2 separate regions of the Lactuca sativa genome follow, and region 1 is linked to region 2. Evidence: chromatin contacts called from public Hi-C data. All regions are on one chromosome and are shown on one strand. Each heading gives the region's core, a stretch centred on a gene start, on an enhancer-like site or on the middle of the called end of the contact. The rest is flanking DNA. Distances are from core to core; before and after follow the strand shown.

Region 1 (7,700 bases), core at 4,293-6,792, 180 kb before region 2:
CTAGAACATGAACACACTTTGTATAAGTGTTATAAGTCCTAAGGGTTGCCTCTAAGTTGTTGTGGGACAAGGCTAAAGGGGTTTAAAGTTCCCAAGGACCTTATACTTGAGTTTACTCTCCATATAGCCTCACACATGGAGTTTACGGTTGTAAAATCTTGAGTTTACGACCGTAAACTCCAAGACTTAATGTCCTTGGTTGTTTTGAGGTGTTAAATGATCCCTAGAAGTATTCCAACTTGGTGGTTTAATTCTTGGAAGGGTTTAGGGCATAGAAACACTCCTTTGAGGAGTTTACGGCCCCAAGGCCAATTCCTTTGGAGTTTACGGCCGTAAACTCCCTTGTAATGATGTTTTTGATGCTTTCAAGTCCCTTGCACATGTAGTATAGGTCTTAGACTTTTATCCCAAGCATATGAAGGCCTTAGTCACACTTGGGTGCCTTTGTTTGATGTTCACGGCCCAAGAACCTTATTAGGGCCGTGAACTCACTTTGAGGGGTGCCCTTGATGTTTTAAAGTCCACAAATTAGTTATGATAAAATAGAGGTTAGAGTCCAAGGCTTTAGGAGTGATTTAAACACTCTTTGGCCCTTGATTTTGGAGTTCACGGTCCAAGAACTTCTTGGGCCGTGAACACCTAGATCTTGGTGTTTTTGATTGTTTTCTAGTCTTAAATACACTTATAAATAAGCCTAATTCCGTCACTTATCATGGGGAAAAGACTAGGTAGCATTTAAGCCTCATATTGGAGTTTACTCTCCAAGAACGTTCTTGGGCGGTAAACTCCCGAATCTCACAGATTTGATATGTAATCTATGTTATTAAGCACATAATAAGCATTATAAGACAACTAGAGAAGTGTACTCACGATTTGGGAAGAAAACCCGAAGATCTGTGAGAGAGAAAATGGCTTTTCTCTAGTTGAAAATGCGAATAATGAATGAATTTGGTTCAAAATTCTATTTATAGTCCTGAGATATTTTTGGCAGAAAATATTTCTATTCCCGAAATGATTTCTAATATAACAGAGTGTTGGAATAACAGTGTTGCACGAAACCCTAGTGCATCCACTCTCCTGATATTTTCTGAAGTGTAAACCATGAAGTACTCAAACTTATATGAAAAAGTCTGAAAATTAACTATGACTTTTATAACTTCTATTGAAGTGATATTGTTTGTACAGAATGGAAATTTCGGGTTGTCACATCATATCAGTCCAAGAGTTGCATGAAGCGACCAATATGCCCTTATCATCTCTGCTAAGCCAAATATAGAAAAATAGTAAGAACATTAAATCTAAGTCACATCATATCAGTCCAAGAGTTGCATGAAGCGACCAATATGCCCTTATCATCTCTGCTAAGCCAAATATAGAAAAATAGTAAGAACATTAAATCTAAAAAATGGTTGTTATTCCTTCTAAATCCCATCAAAATCAATATTATTAATAATTTCCATTGGTTTCAATGCTCTATACGATTGTACACTTATAGTGTATACAATAAGTTTAGGGATGTTTGTAACACCTTGTTTCGAGTCATTTCTTAATTCGGGGCCATGACCTGAAGATCAATTGTTATAAGGCTTCAGGTTTTGGGAAAGATATGTTTGGACCCATTTGGATATGGATAATGTAGATTCTGTAATCCAATAGTTCGGTTTGTGCTTTTGAGCTCACATGTATAATGGTAAAAGTGATGGTTCAGGACTTTCTTAAATTAAGGATTTAAGTTCGGAAAGTTTTAAGGCAAAGGAGAGTTGACAGGAGTGTAGTGCTTCTCATTACCTTTTCGAGCTTATAAAGAACGTCGAAAATGAATTTGGAATGCGGAAGTAATGGCCATTAGAAGTTACGAAAATTTTGGGTTAAGCCAAATATGTTGGATGTACAGGGTGTACGCTGGACTTACTGGGCATGAGTGATCACGGATGACCAGCCTGGTACGTTAGGCGTACCAGGACTATGTTGGGCATACTTGAACCATACTCAAACCCTAATTTTGGGTCTTGGACCCTATTTAAAGTCCTTAACTCATTTCCAACCCTTCTTATCTTTAGCCTTTATCCTCTCTAACCCTAAACTTGAAACCCTAGCCTCCTTTGAAAGATTATTGAGCCTTTAAGATATTTTGGTTGTTTTTTGGTGCATTTGGGAGAAGAAGAACCCTTTGGAGAAGTGTTGGTTGTCTTGGAGCTTATAGATCCAGACCTTGTTCACCTTGATCTAGCCTGTGAAGGTATAAAGTTTTAATCTTGATGGCTCATTTATTATATCTTGCTTATGAGTGGGTTTTTTGTGCTTTTTTGTCCCATGAGTTGATTCTTGAGAGTAAATGCTACTCCAGAAGTTTTGAGTTGTTTGTTTTTGATGTTTTGATGTTTTGAGGTCCCTTATTCACGCAAACATGTTTTGATAACATTCAATCTTAAAGAAAAAAATCCCTATCATCAAACATAGGGTTAAACTGATACCCCACCTGAGAATTAAGATGAAGGCATAGGTTACGGCATTGCATTTTCATTTTCAATAGATATTGAAAAAAAAAACTAGAAAAGCTAACAAAAAACTTTGAACATACCTTCTCCTTGAAGTGAGTCTTCATAACATATTGAAGAAATCATAATTACCATCGATTGAGCAGTTCTTGTTAATGGCGGTCCATCGAAAGCGAGGGTCTTCAGCGATGATGGGTAAAAAGCCCATAATACGCCTTCAAAATACCGAGTGCAAGAGTGAAGTCACAAGGTAGAACACCGCCGATGTACTGTCCGGCGATTAGCAGCGCTGGTGTTGAGCACCACCACTTGTGCTGTTATGGTTGTGGTTCTGTGAATGACGAACAGAGACACCAGAACACACACAAATTTCTCGGGTGAAGTTGATGGTTCGATTCCGCCGAGAAGAACCAATGACATCGAAAATAATCGTTTCTTGAGTGGAGCAACAAAGTGGTAGAAAAGGAGAGAGTCAATTGTTTTATGAAGATCCAATGGAGTACATTCTAGAAAAGAAGAAGCCGATGAGATATAGATGAAGCACAATCGATGAGAAAGATAGTAAAAAACGGTGAAAATTAACCCTGATAAACAACTAACCTACAACTAACCTCACCGCCCAGGGTAAGCTACTACTTCATGAGAATGTGGTGATTACATTAATATATTAATCATTTGTATTCGACAGATAGTAATAGTAATTTTTTTTCTTGTCTTATTATTTTATTAGGCGAATGCCCGCGTGTTGCATATAAACACCTATATAGTTGAAGTCTTTACAAATATATGTTTTTTTTTTTAAAATATAACAATAACGTTGTTGTTAAATTTTATATAATAATTTATATACTAAATCGATATAATTTATTGATTATCTTGAATTATATTATAATATATACATCTATTATAACTGCATAATCTCAATCGTTTGAATGACATCTATCCGTGAGTTATACATGAATAAAATTAAATATAATATGATCACCTATATATATATATATATATATATATATATATATATATATATATATATATATATATATATATACATATATCATATTCTAGGCGAATGCCCACGTGTTGCGTAGAAACACCTATATAGTTAAAGTCTTTACAAATATATGTTTTTTAAATATAGCAATAACGTTGTTGGTAAATTTGATATAATAATTCATATATACTAAATTGATATAATATAATGATTATTTTGAATTAATGATAATATATACATCTATTATAACTATTATAATTAAATAATCTTAATTGCTTGAATGACTTCTATCCGCGAGTTACACATTAATAAAATTAAATATAATATATGGTTTAATGTTTTTATAGTTTTTGTTATTGTTAATTAATCTTTTAAAATTTATTTGCTTAATGTTTTAATTTATATCATTATAATTATTTAAAACATCAAACATTGTTTTTTGATTTTAAAGCTAACAATATAATCATTTATATAGAGTTATTTTTAACTATTGTTATTATAATTTATTTTAAGTTGCTTATTTGAAAATTTTTAACAATTATAAAAATATCTTTAGGAAATATTTTAGTTAATTACAATTTAGTTTTTGTATTTATCACTAAATTTTATCACTTTTAACTATTTACAAAATACTATTTGTTTTTTTAAGTGGAACTAAAATTTATATTTAAGTTGACACTGTAATATTATATTTAAATTAACAATTTAAGTATTTTGTCCAAACTGTTCAAAAGTTATAGCTTTAAACTGATAATTGTTTACATACAATAACATTTTAAATATAATAAGTTAAGTATAATATGTTAAAAGTTAAAGACATAACTTTATAAGTTATAAGTAGAAGCAAATATATTATTTTAAAATTGAAATTTAGTTTATTTATGATTACACTTTAGGTTTGATATTTATTTAACCTTATTAACCAACTTATAATCATTATTAGAAAGACACTATAATTTATCACTTTTAATTATTTACAAAATATTCTTTAGGTTGTTTAAGTTAAACTAAAATTTATATTTAATTTGACACTATAATGTTATATTTAAATTAACAATTTAAATATTTTGTCCAAACTGTTCAAAGTTGTAGCTTTAAACTGATAAAGATTTACATACAACAATATTTTAAATCTAATAAATTAAGTATAATATGTTAAAAGTTAAAAACATAACTTTATAAGTAGAAGTAAATATATTGTTTTAAAATTGAAATTTAGTTTATTTATGATTACACTTTAGGTTTGATATTTATTTAACCTTATTAACCAACTTATAATTATTATTAAAAATAAATTAAAAATCATTGAAGTTTCAAATGAATGTGGTGAAAAAAAATGCATGAAAATTTCAAATGAATATACTGAAATAACAAATCCTTCTTTATAGTAGGAGTGAGTGCGATGCGTTTATTGGCAAAAATCTCACCACTAACCGCAAATGCGGTTAATCCATTTTCAAAACCGTTTGGTGCGATTATTTTTGCGTTGTGGTTAGGCGGTTATTTTTGCGGTGCAGTTTTGTTTTTGTGTGTTTCGGTTATTAACCACATGGATTTGGTGCGGTTATGCTGTGTGGTTTTTAACCGCACTTTAGAGTTCAAACAGTTTTAAGATTTTAACATATTACTTGTAATAATAAAAAACCACAAGGTATAAAACAATTAACTTAAATTACAAACGACTAATATCTTAAAAATTTTAAATAACTAGTAATTAACAATAAATACCTTAAAATTGTCAAATTTCACCATTTTCCAAAGTTAAACATACAAAAAAATTAACACTTTTGTCTTCTAGAATTTTATCATTCTTTCATCCATGAAACTTGTCTTATTTTTAATATTTAATATATTAATAATTAATAAAAAATTGTATATAATATATGTAGTGCGGTTTATCGGTTTTTATTGCGGTTGCGGTTTATACGATTTTTACGGTTAATTTTAATTGCGGTGCGGTTTTTGTTTAATTTTATTTAGGGTGCGGTTTTTGTCTGAATGATATATTGAATGATATATGATTAATATATATTACTCCCTTTAATTTAGTTATACAATACCCATTTAACCCCATCGACTTCTCTATCGCTACTCTCACCGGTCACCTCGACGCAACTACGAACTGATATCACTGCATCTGGTCTCACCCTCGAGCCTCGACGAACTACTGCTGCTGATTTCTCTCTCGCTGTCTCTCGATCTTCTTGTCAGGTAGATCCTCCAATTTTCGTAATTTGTAAATCCTTCGTACGAAACAATTGAATGCATAAACTATAAAAACTGAAGTCGAAAATCATTTGAAGAATCGGTGAATAATGATTGAAAAACATGATTTAGGGTTATAATTACGCACCTGTACACAACACACACACACAGATACGCACAGTCGATGCCCTCCTGGTGCCACGAGTAATGGTTTTGGCGTTGATTGCTTGTATGAATCGTCAATTATCGCATACGACCTGTTTTTCCCCGCTGCTGTTTAAAACCAAAACCTCCCTTTAATTTCACGAGTTTCCCGTTACAAGATGCAATCTGTCACTATGCTTATCTTTATATTTTTTCGTACTTGGTTATTGAGGTTTCCAGATGATAAATAAATTAGGTATCCAGATTAGTCTCCAGTTTTACACGATGAATGCACTCTGTCACTACACCTGAAAATCTTCTTATGTTAGGAGTCAGCTTCCTCACCAAGGAGAAAGTGAATTATGATATACCCAACATAAACAACCTAGGTAAGAGTCCAACATGATTGATAGAAAGAATATCTTTCAAAGAAAAGCTGATCATAAAAGAATCATACAAAGAAACGATGAAAATGGACAGTAGTTGGATTTAGTTTAAGCTAATATCATCACTAACTATTACTTTATTAGGTATATAGTGGGTCAAGAAATCCTTTGTAAAAAAATACTGCAAGTTAACAGATTTTTATGATAACAAACTGATATGTATTGATGGTTTTAGTGTCATCAAGCTGATAAACTCAAGTGGCATTGCAAAACGATGAATAAGTTAATTGATTTTGGGAAGAAAGCTATGTTCTACGTTAGGGTTTTATCAGGTTATGAAGAACGCCGTATCAGATCTTATCGATTGGATCTTGAAAAACGTATTATTGAGGTAAGCACTTCACAGTCTTTTTTGAAATCTTTTCAAGTTCATAGATTTTAATGATAACAAAGTGATATCTTGTTGGTGATTAGTGTGATTTAGTTTCTGTGTTTCATCTTTTTCCTTGTATTCATTCCTGTAGGCAGAACGGAAGAAAGCAGAGATTAGAAAGATCCCTGAACAGCTTATTTTATCTGAGGTTAGACAAATGGTGGAGGAGATGAAAGCTGTAAACAAGCAGTTAGAGGACACGGTAGGTTTTATAACAAAATATCTTATGATATTATCATCCTACTTTTGATGAAAATATTTGGGAGTTATGTTTGAAGAGTTGGGTGATTAACTGCAGGAGGCTGCCATTAATGAATACTTCTCACCAGTTGATAAGCAAGCGGAAATGATAGTTGAAATGCAGCTGAAAGAGGAGGAGAAGACAATGAAGCAGATGATGCAAACCATGAAAGCACAGGCTTTTCTAGATCAAGAAGAAGCCCACAAAAATGCAAATCTCAAAATTTCTGAGACAAAACAAGAGACTCCAGACAATGATTCCACTAACATCACCAAAGCTCAAGCAGGATGATAAAACAACAATCATCAAAAGTGATCTTGGTATGTGTTTACAAGAAATTATGCACTGATGATTTTTATATCTACATATAATATATAAGATGGTGAGAATACAATTTCAAGAAATTGTTGTTATGAATGAACTTTCCAGCAATTGGAGAAGATTTGGGGCATCTGTTGGGGTAAAATCCGTTTTTTCCTAAACCTAGATGTTTTAGAAGTTGTGTTGATTAAGATGTTTTAGATGATGGTTTTGTTGTCTAGTCCTCTATTTTGGAGAAAGAGGATTTTTCATTGAGTTTTTGAAGGATTGTTGTAATAAAAGATGGTTTTTAGGCGTAGAGTGTTGTTACAATGTTACTAGACTAACTAACATAGGTGTTTTTAAGATGCTAAATTATGCCAAAAAGTGTTTTTGGTGTTTCTGTTATCTGTCTATGGGAAAAATGTGAACCGTATCAAAACCAAAAACTAAGATTTTAACCGGTTAGACGTTTAACTAAACCGAAAAGTAAAATGAAATA
Region 2 (7,377 bases), core at 2,307-4,806:
CCCTTTACACGATGACAATTAGGCATCGTTTTCTACTTAATGTGCAATAATTTCTTTTGGCTAAGCAACCGAGTGATTTGTAATATACTAATAATGATCACAATTAATGAATTGGGACCCCTATAGATGATTAAGATGTAGTTGATATGACTAGAAGGTATGAATATTTAATTCCAATTACAGTAAGTTGTTAATAGATAGTCACGTTTAGCAAACATTGAGTTGAATATTTTAAGCGACTTTGTCTATGGTATGATGGTACATTTTATAAGTGAGCAAAAACTGCAACATCAAACTTAAAACAAAAAGTTACTGAAAAAACGGAACCATTTTGACAAACTGAACATTAGATTTTTATATTTTATAAAAGTAGAAAACTCTCGTTTCTCATGTTTATAAGCAAAAAAATAAATAAATAAATAAATAAAAATAAAAAATCAGCATAAATATATTTTTTATTAAATTATATATTACTTAATAAGTATTAATTGATTCAAATTATTCTTTTAATTTTTTAATTTTAGTTACTAAACATAAAATACCCGAAAACCAAACCTGACCAGATCCAAAAGATGTTCATTCCTAGTCCACAGAAGATACATGTACTTGATCTAAAAGCTTACACGTAGCACACGACAAACAAGTGACAAAATTTGTCAACATAAAATTTGTCATCATGTGTTCTTGATTTTAGTCCCTTTACTGCTTATTACTTTATTATAAAGAAAAAGAAAAAATAATAAAAATAAAAAGAGACAAACATGATCATTTTGCAATTTCCGAAAAAAAAAGATAAGTATGGAAGTGGTTCTTTTGTTTGATAGACATATAAATTAATTAAAATAGTTTCGTCCTAGATAATTTGATTTTCGATAACTTAAGTTTTTATTTAATAATAAACTTATAATATATAATTAAGATTTTTTTTTTCTTAAAAATATTTGAATAAGAATATTCCAAAAATAACTGTAGGAGAGTGAGTTGAGTTAAAAAAAAAAATGGGCCATGTTACACTCTTTGTTTTAGGTTGGGCCTCGGGAGTTGCTAAAAATACATCTCGTGAGTTGGAGTTGGAATGATGACCACACGAAACTTTGGTAACCCTGCCACGTTGCCTAATCAGCTTGCGTCATGCAAGGATTTACCCATCGCGTGTCCCCCACGTCTCATACTATATCTATCTCCATATTTATTATTTTTACCCTTACAAAAACTTTCTAAAATAACCAAAACTAAGACGGACCATATAAATTCACACAATCACACACAAAAACAAGATATAAAAAATGTTTAACATCTTTTTCAATCATATATATATGTTTTATAATAACTATACAAGTCTTTCATGTTATTGAAATGTTATGATATATATATATATATATATATATATATATATATATATATATATATATATATGTGTGTGTGTGTATTTTGTATGGATATATTTTTGTAGAATGTCGTGTGGAAGGAACTATTCCCAAAACCAAAAGTTTTTTTGTCTACAAACCCCACATCAACATAGTGCCAGTTGTAAATACTTTTTCACCATCAGTCGACTCTCTTTCATGACATACCTCATTGGATCTGATGTTGATTTAATTGAATATATGACCACTCGAACAGTCGAAATATTTTTAGTAAAAACAAAATCGATATGAAACAATAACTATTTTATATGAATAAAAGGATATATATAGGATAATTCTTACAGTTTCAGTTTCATTTAGAACTAATATAATTAATAATTTGACTAAAAAAACTTATAAAAATTGTATTTTCTAGATGAAATACTATATATAACTTCTCGAATCATCATGTCATAAGAACTTTGCATAAAAACGTTATGTTTTAATACAACAAAATTGCATATTTTTAAACAAAAAGTACGCTTTTTTGTCATTTTCAAGATTCTCTACACGCAATTTTCTAATATATTTATGTCGTTAGTTATCGAATTAAATGTAATTTTCCTCAATAAATATAATTAAATCAAAATACATCCACACATAGAGCTATCAAAATTTTTAGGATAGAGTAGACCTCCACCATTCCAAACTTCATAAATTTGTTTTCAACACCTTTCATATTAAATTTAATTTTTATATATATAAGGAACTTATATGATTGTTGATTTAATTTTATGTAATGATCAATAACTAATAGTTTTAACAAAAGTATGTTTGTATCAACCATAGTGAATATATTCTATCATAATTAATTTCCTATTCAAAATAATGTAGGAGCTCGAGTTTAAATTTTACACTAATATGTTATCCAACAAGTTGAGATTAATACAATAAAATTTTCTTCTCTTTGGTATATTTAGCAGACATTCTTAAAAATTACGCCCATACATGCATACACATTAATTTATCGATGTATATATATACACATCACATAGATAGATAGCTTGACTTATCCAATGTACAGTTGAATAAATATTATACCTATATAGATAAGCGAAGTATGATATCAAGTTCTTATCTTTATTGTTTATTTTTAGCAAATCATTTTTTTTATTATTTTTTATCATATCATAGATATAATTGAAAAAAATAAAATTAAGGTGGGTTACCGAGGATGATAGTTCCAGCTGTCCAACGTCCAGTCTTTCCTTTGATAGCTGGTCGGCCATGGAAATCTACAGTTCCATCCAGGGTGCTTGTCCCTTCTTCATCATCATTAATACACTTCACCTGCCATTTGTTTAGTTAACTTAATTAGTTCTAAAAAAATATTTAATTGCATGTTTTTAATCTAAAAAATAATTATCTTCGGGTTTAAAAACTTGAAGGCTGTCATACTAATGATCAGTGAAAGATCCCAAGGTAAAAGTTTATAGTAAGATTTCAACTAATTTTACGAGTGCTCGAGAACTATCCATTCAGTAAAATATGTCCTACAGCAATCTGTGTGCATGTGACGTGTGTTTTTAAAAATCCGATCTATTTTGAGTTTCTCGAAGTGAATGCACGTGTCATAATCATTTGACACTTGATGCATGGCTCTTCAGTTATCAAATCAAAAAAGTTTCTGGAAAATCAAATTAATCGATCTTAAGTGAAAGACTCGATTCAAGTCATCAGATAAGAAATGCAAAATTTTAATTACACCATTGTCAAAAAGTTTATTGCGGGTAGGAGATGCAATGTATGCTTACTGCTTAGGAAATAAATGTTTGACAGAGATAGTTTAAGGAAAAAATGTTTTATAGTGAACAAAGTACCTAAACTACCCTTGATGAAATCAGAAAATACAAGAATGTTCCATTTCTTGAACGATATATATAGAACTAAAAATAATTACAGTTTTTGCGATATAGAAGGGTATAGAGAGAGAGAGAGAGAGAGAGAGAGAGAGAGAGAGAGAGAGAGAGAGAGAGAGAGAGAGATGAAGCAAGCACCTTCTTAGATATGTTGATGGACTCCATTTCTGTTGAAGCTAGAGAGAGAAAGTGTGTGTTTGATAGAGAGAGAAAGGCTTGAAGATTGTAAGTGACAAATTGTTGAAGAGGCTCTGAGGAAGATGGACAAAACAAGAGTAGAATAAGGAGGTGGTCTTATAGGCCTTGTCTTACTACATTCAACGGTCCAGATCAATGCGATTAAAACTTTTTCAAACTCTATCAACCACATGGTTTTTCCGTATATTTTTTTTATAGTGTTGTAACAATTTCTATTTTTAGCATTTATTAATTATTATTATTAAAAATATTTTTTAGCCTTATCGATGGTCTAGACAATGTTAAAAGCGACTTAACATCTTTGTGTTTTATTTTCATCCTCAAAGAATATGAGGAAATTCGAATTATTTTTAAAAAATGGGAGAAGAACTCAATCTTGATTTTTTTTTTTGTATAAGTCTCCATTTGGTATCATACCTTGTAAGAAATGCAACTTTATAGTCATGAAATTTTTGAGTTTTGTAGAAAAAAAAATTATATTAGGTTTATATGGTAGTTAGATGAAGACCTAAATACTAATTTGATGGTTAATATGAAAATAACATGTTCATACTGTCAACCCTTGTAGTTGTGGACTATGATTTAATTTTTATTTGATTAAACAAGTAATGCATTTTGTGGAATTATGATAGGATAACAATGTGATACATAAAATTTTCTCTTTATACTATAAGTTTTCAAAACATAAAGCTTAATGATATTTTTAACTATTCTATTCAAAAAAACGATATTTTATTTATATCAATTTGTTAATGTTGTTTTCAATTGTGGTCGCACTAAAAATACCTAAATAAATGGGCCCCCTTTTTCTCAAATCGCTTCCTTTTGGCCTTCTATTTGGGTGCTTTTTCCCATTGATGATGCAATCTTTTTTATCGTTTTTTATCCTTTATTATTGAAAACACCATTATTTTGATTACAAATATTATTTCGCTTGTTTAATCAGATTTTGATTTATTGAGTCGTCGATTTAATCGGTTTACAAAATCTCTAAATTAATTATTTAATTGTAACTAAATCAAATAAGATTAAGGACGGTTTCGGTAAAACTAACTGCTAGCGGGTAGCTAGTAATGTTTTGTTAAACGCTGCGTGAGATAACTTTTAGATTTATGTGGTTTTGTTTAAATTAAACGCTAAAAGTTTATAGTGTCAAACGAGACATTTTGTTTAAAACGGAGCGTTTTGTCAAACGTTAGAAGATAGATACTCCTAAACGTTTTGTGTCAAACACGTCCAAACTTTAATTATATAAAATATTTGGTTTAGGTTATTCGGTTCATCTTACATGTTAATCTGAATAATATTTTACAAACATTTTTATAATATTGATTCTTAAACACCATCAAAACTTAACAGGTTTCGTTCGTAAAAAAACTTACAAAAGTTATTACAAGGGAGTAGATCGTATGAAACATCATCTAGACTTCATAACTTTAAATATATTGAAATAGTGAAAAATACACAACATAAAAGTTGACAAATAATATGAAACTATTAATCTAATGACTTATTGGAGTTATTCGATTTATCCGAATTGGTGAATAATCAACCAAAACCGAACCAAACAAATTCATTTGTATTCGGTTAGCCGAACCAAATAATTCAAATCTCAATTGGTTCGGATGTTTATCCGGATTTTTTTTTCCAAAAACATCTAGTTTTGATAAATTTCTAAATTAGAAAAGTCTTTCTTGCTATTTGTTACGGTTTCAGTGCGGGTGGAAAGCAAGAAACAATCTATGGTACAACAAGATTCATACAACTTCTTCAAAGTTGGCGCACAATATTATTTCTCTTTTTTTTTATATGGTTAAAACATAGGTGTAATTTTGATAATTGTAAATGAGAGTTTTGAGTTTGTTCCCCTTTTAACAATCTGTAAGTTGTTTTTTGTTTTTCCCGGCCTTTCTATTTTTGGCCATGGTTTTATAATATTCGCCAGTTCCAAAAAAATGTATTTAAAACTTGCATCCTCGAACACGCCTTCCAAAAATTTGTGATGAACTTTGAATGGAATAAATGAAATTGACGGAGAAAATATGAGTAAAATTTCAATTATCTACAACCTTACGGGTAACTAGATAAATAAAACTTCAATTGATAGAAAAAGAATCAGAGTTAAATCTTAAATATCCAAAATCTTAGGGGGTAAAATGCAATAAATAAACATAAAAACAGAATTTTGAAATATTTAGAATCTTGGGTGGTAAAAAGGGATAAATTACACAAAAAATAAAAAAATTAAAATAGAGTAACTTATAGAAATGACCCAGGTTTAGTCTAGTCTAAAGGTATAGTCCAACATTTTGGAAAATTGATGCCAAACATCCCCATAGTTTCATTTCAAAACAGACGAGTTTTATTCTCAGCCATTGGCACCCAAAATTGGGTCAAAAACCACCGTCAAAAACCATTTTGACTTTTGGTAAAATAACTCAAAAACCATTTTGACTTTGATAAAATAACTCAATTTGATATGACGTGACTTACAATAATAAATAATTTTAATTTATCAATGATTTCTTGATTTTCTTCATACCCCCATCGAACAATCAATTTATCAAAATTAAATAATTTTAATATTTTTACCCTTGTAGTTAACACATATTTTTACTTTATATCCTTTTTTTAATTTAAAAAAGTTATTTTCAGTCCTTCTATATATATATATATATATATATATATATATATATATATATATATATATATATATATATATATATATATATATATATATATATATAATTTTAATTTATCAATGATTTCTTGATTTTCTTCGTACCCCCATCGAACAATCAATTTATCAAAATTAAATAATTTTAATATTTTTATCCTTGTAGTTAACACATATTTTTACTTTATATTCTTTTTTTAATTTAAAAAGATTATTTTCAGTCCTTCTTACTTCGATTTAATATATATATATATATATATATATATATATATATATATATATATATATATATATATATATATATAAAATAAATTTTACAAGAACCGCATCCGATGTATAGAGTTTTGTCACTTTGATGCCACAACATATCAGAACGTTTTAATAGATGAAAAATAATGTATAATGCTCGACGTAATACATATATTCCACCGAATGCACCACGTAATAATTGTAATCTCAATATAGCTGATGTCTCTAATAATTAATTATATTAATTTATATATTATTAATATTACATATTTTATTGTTAATATTAACATATTCTATGTAAAATGTAATCAACTAGGTGGGACCAAGACAACCCCCATCGGTTAAGGAATAATCGTAGATTAATATGGGTTTAATCAAAATAAAAATTAAAACAAAATATTAATATGAAAATAATCAAAGATAAATAAAAATACAATAATTATTATAGTTATAGAAAATCTATTTTTTATGTATAGATAAATAAAAATATAATAATTATTTAATGTTTTTTTTTTCGTTACATCATTCGTTTATGTGTTTTATTTTTTTATTCAGTTTTAAAAGGTTCTATTGTTATTTTTAAGAAAAAACATCATAAATAGTCTCTGTGGTTACCCAAAATCTGAAGTTTAGTCCACATGGTTTAAAAACCTCATAGATGGTCCTTGTGCTTTCAAAACTTTTGATGTTTGGTCCTTTTTGTTAACTCCGTTAGCTTTCTACCGTTAAACGAAAGGTATTTCCGTCATTTAACTATCCAGTGACCTTTTATGAAGTTTTTTTCTTTTATTTATTTATTTTCTTAAAATAAATTTAATATCCAAGGCTCTCTCTCTCTCTCTCTCTTTCTCTCTCTCTCTCTCTCTCTCTCTCTCTTTGTGTGTGTGTAAATCCAACAACCTCCATATATGTTCTTTAACCAAAGAAATTTCCTATAATGTCTCCTTTGTTATCTAACCAAATTATCAAGCAAAACATTTCACCAAAA

Evidence for each region. Hi-C and Micro-C count contacts between places; a contact is called where the count stands out from the background.
Region 1: a contact with region 2 is called in a Hi-C map of leaf, with 4 times the contacts expected there. The contact joins the promoter of LOC111907360 here to the promoter of LOC111907361 in region 2. A contact is called at or near these places in 2 of 4 Hi-C or Micro-C datasets (both in leaf).

What each region holds. Positions count from the first base shown.
Region 1 is chr3:22,984,864-22,992,563 of Lsat_Salinas_v11, reverse strand. It overlaps LOC111907360, which reads left to right and starts at 5,542. Exons shown (of 4, transcript XM_023903132.3): 1 at 5,542-5,700; 2 at 6,460-6,615; 3 at 6,749-6,859; 4 at 6,956-7,517. The coding sequence starts at 6,499. The coding sequence ends at 7,189. LOC128132580 (a long non-coding RNA gene) reads right to left here and starts at 6,460. Exons shown (of 2, transcript XR_008230666.1): 1 at 5,843-6,460; 2 at 5,561-5,760.
Region 2 is chr3:22,798,523-22,805,899 of Lsat_Salinas_v11, reverse strand. It overlaps LOC111907361 (protein NRT1/ PTR FAMILY 7.3), which reads right to left and starts at 3,556. Exons shown (of 5, transcript XM_023903133.3): 1 at 3,404-3,556; 2 at 2,576-2,696. The coding sequence starts at 3,430.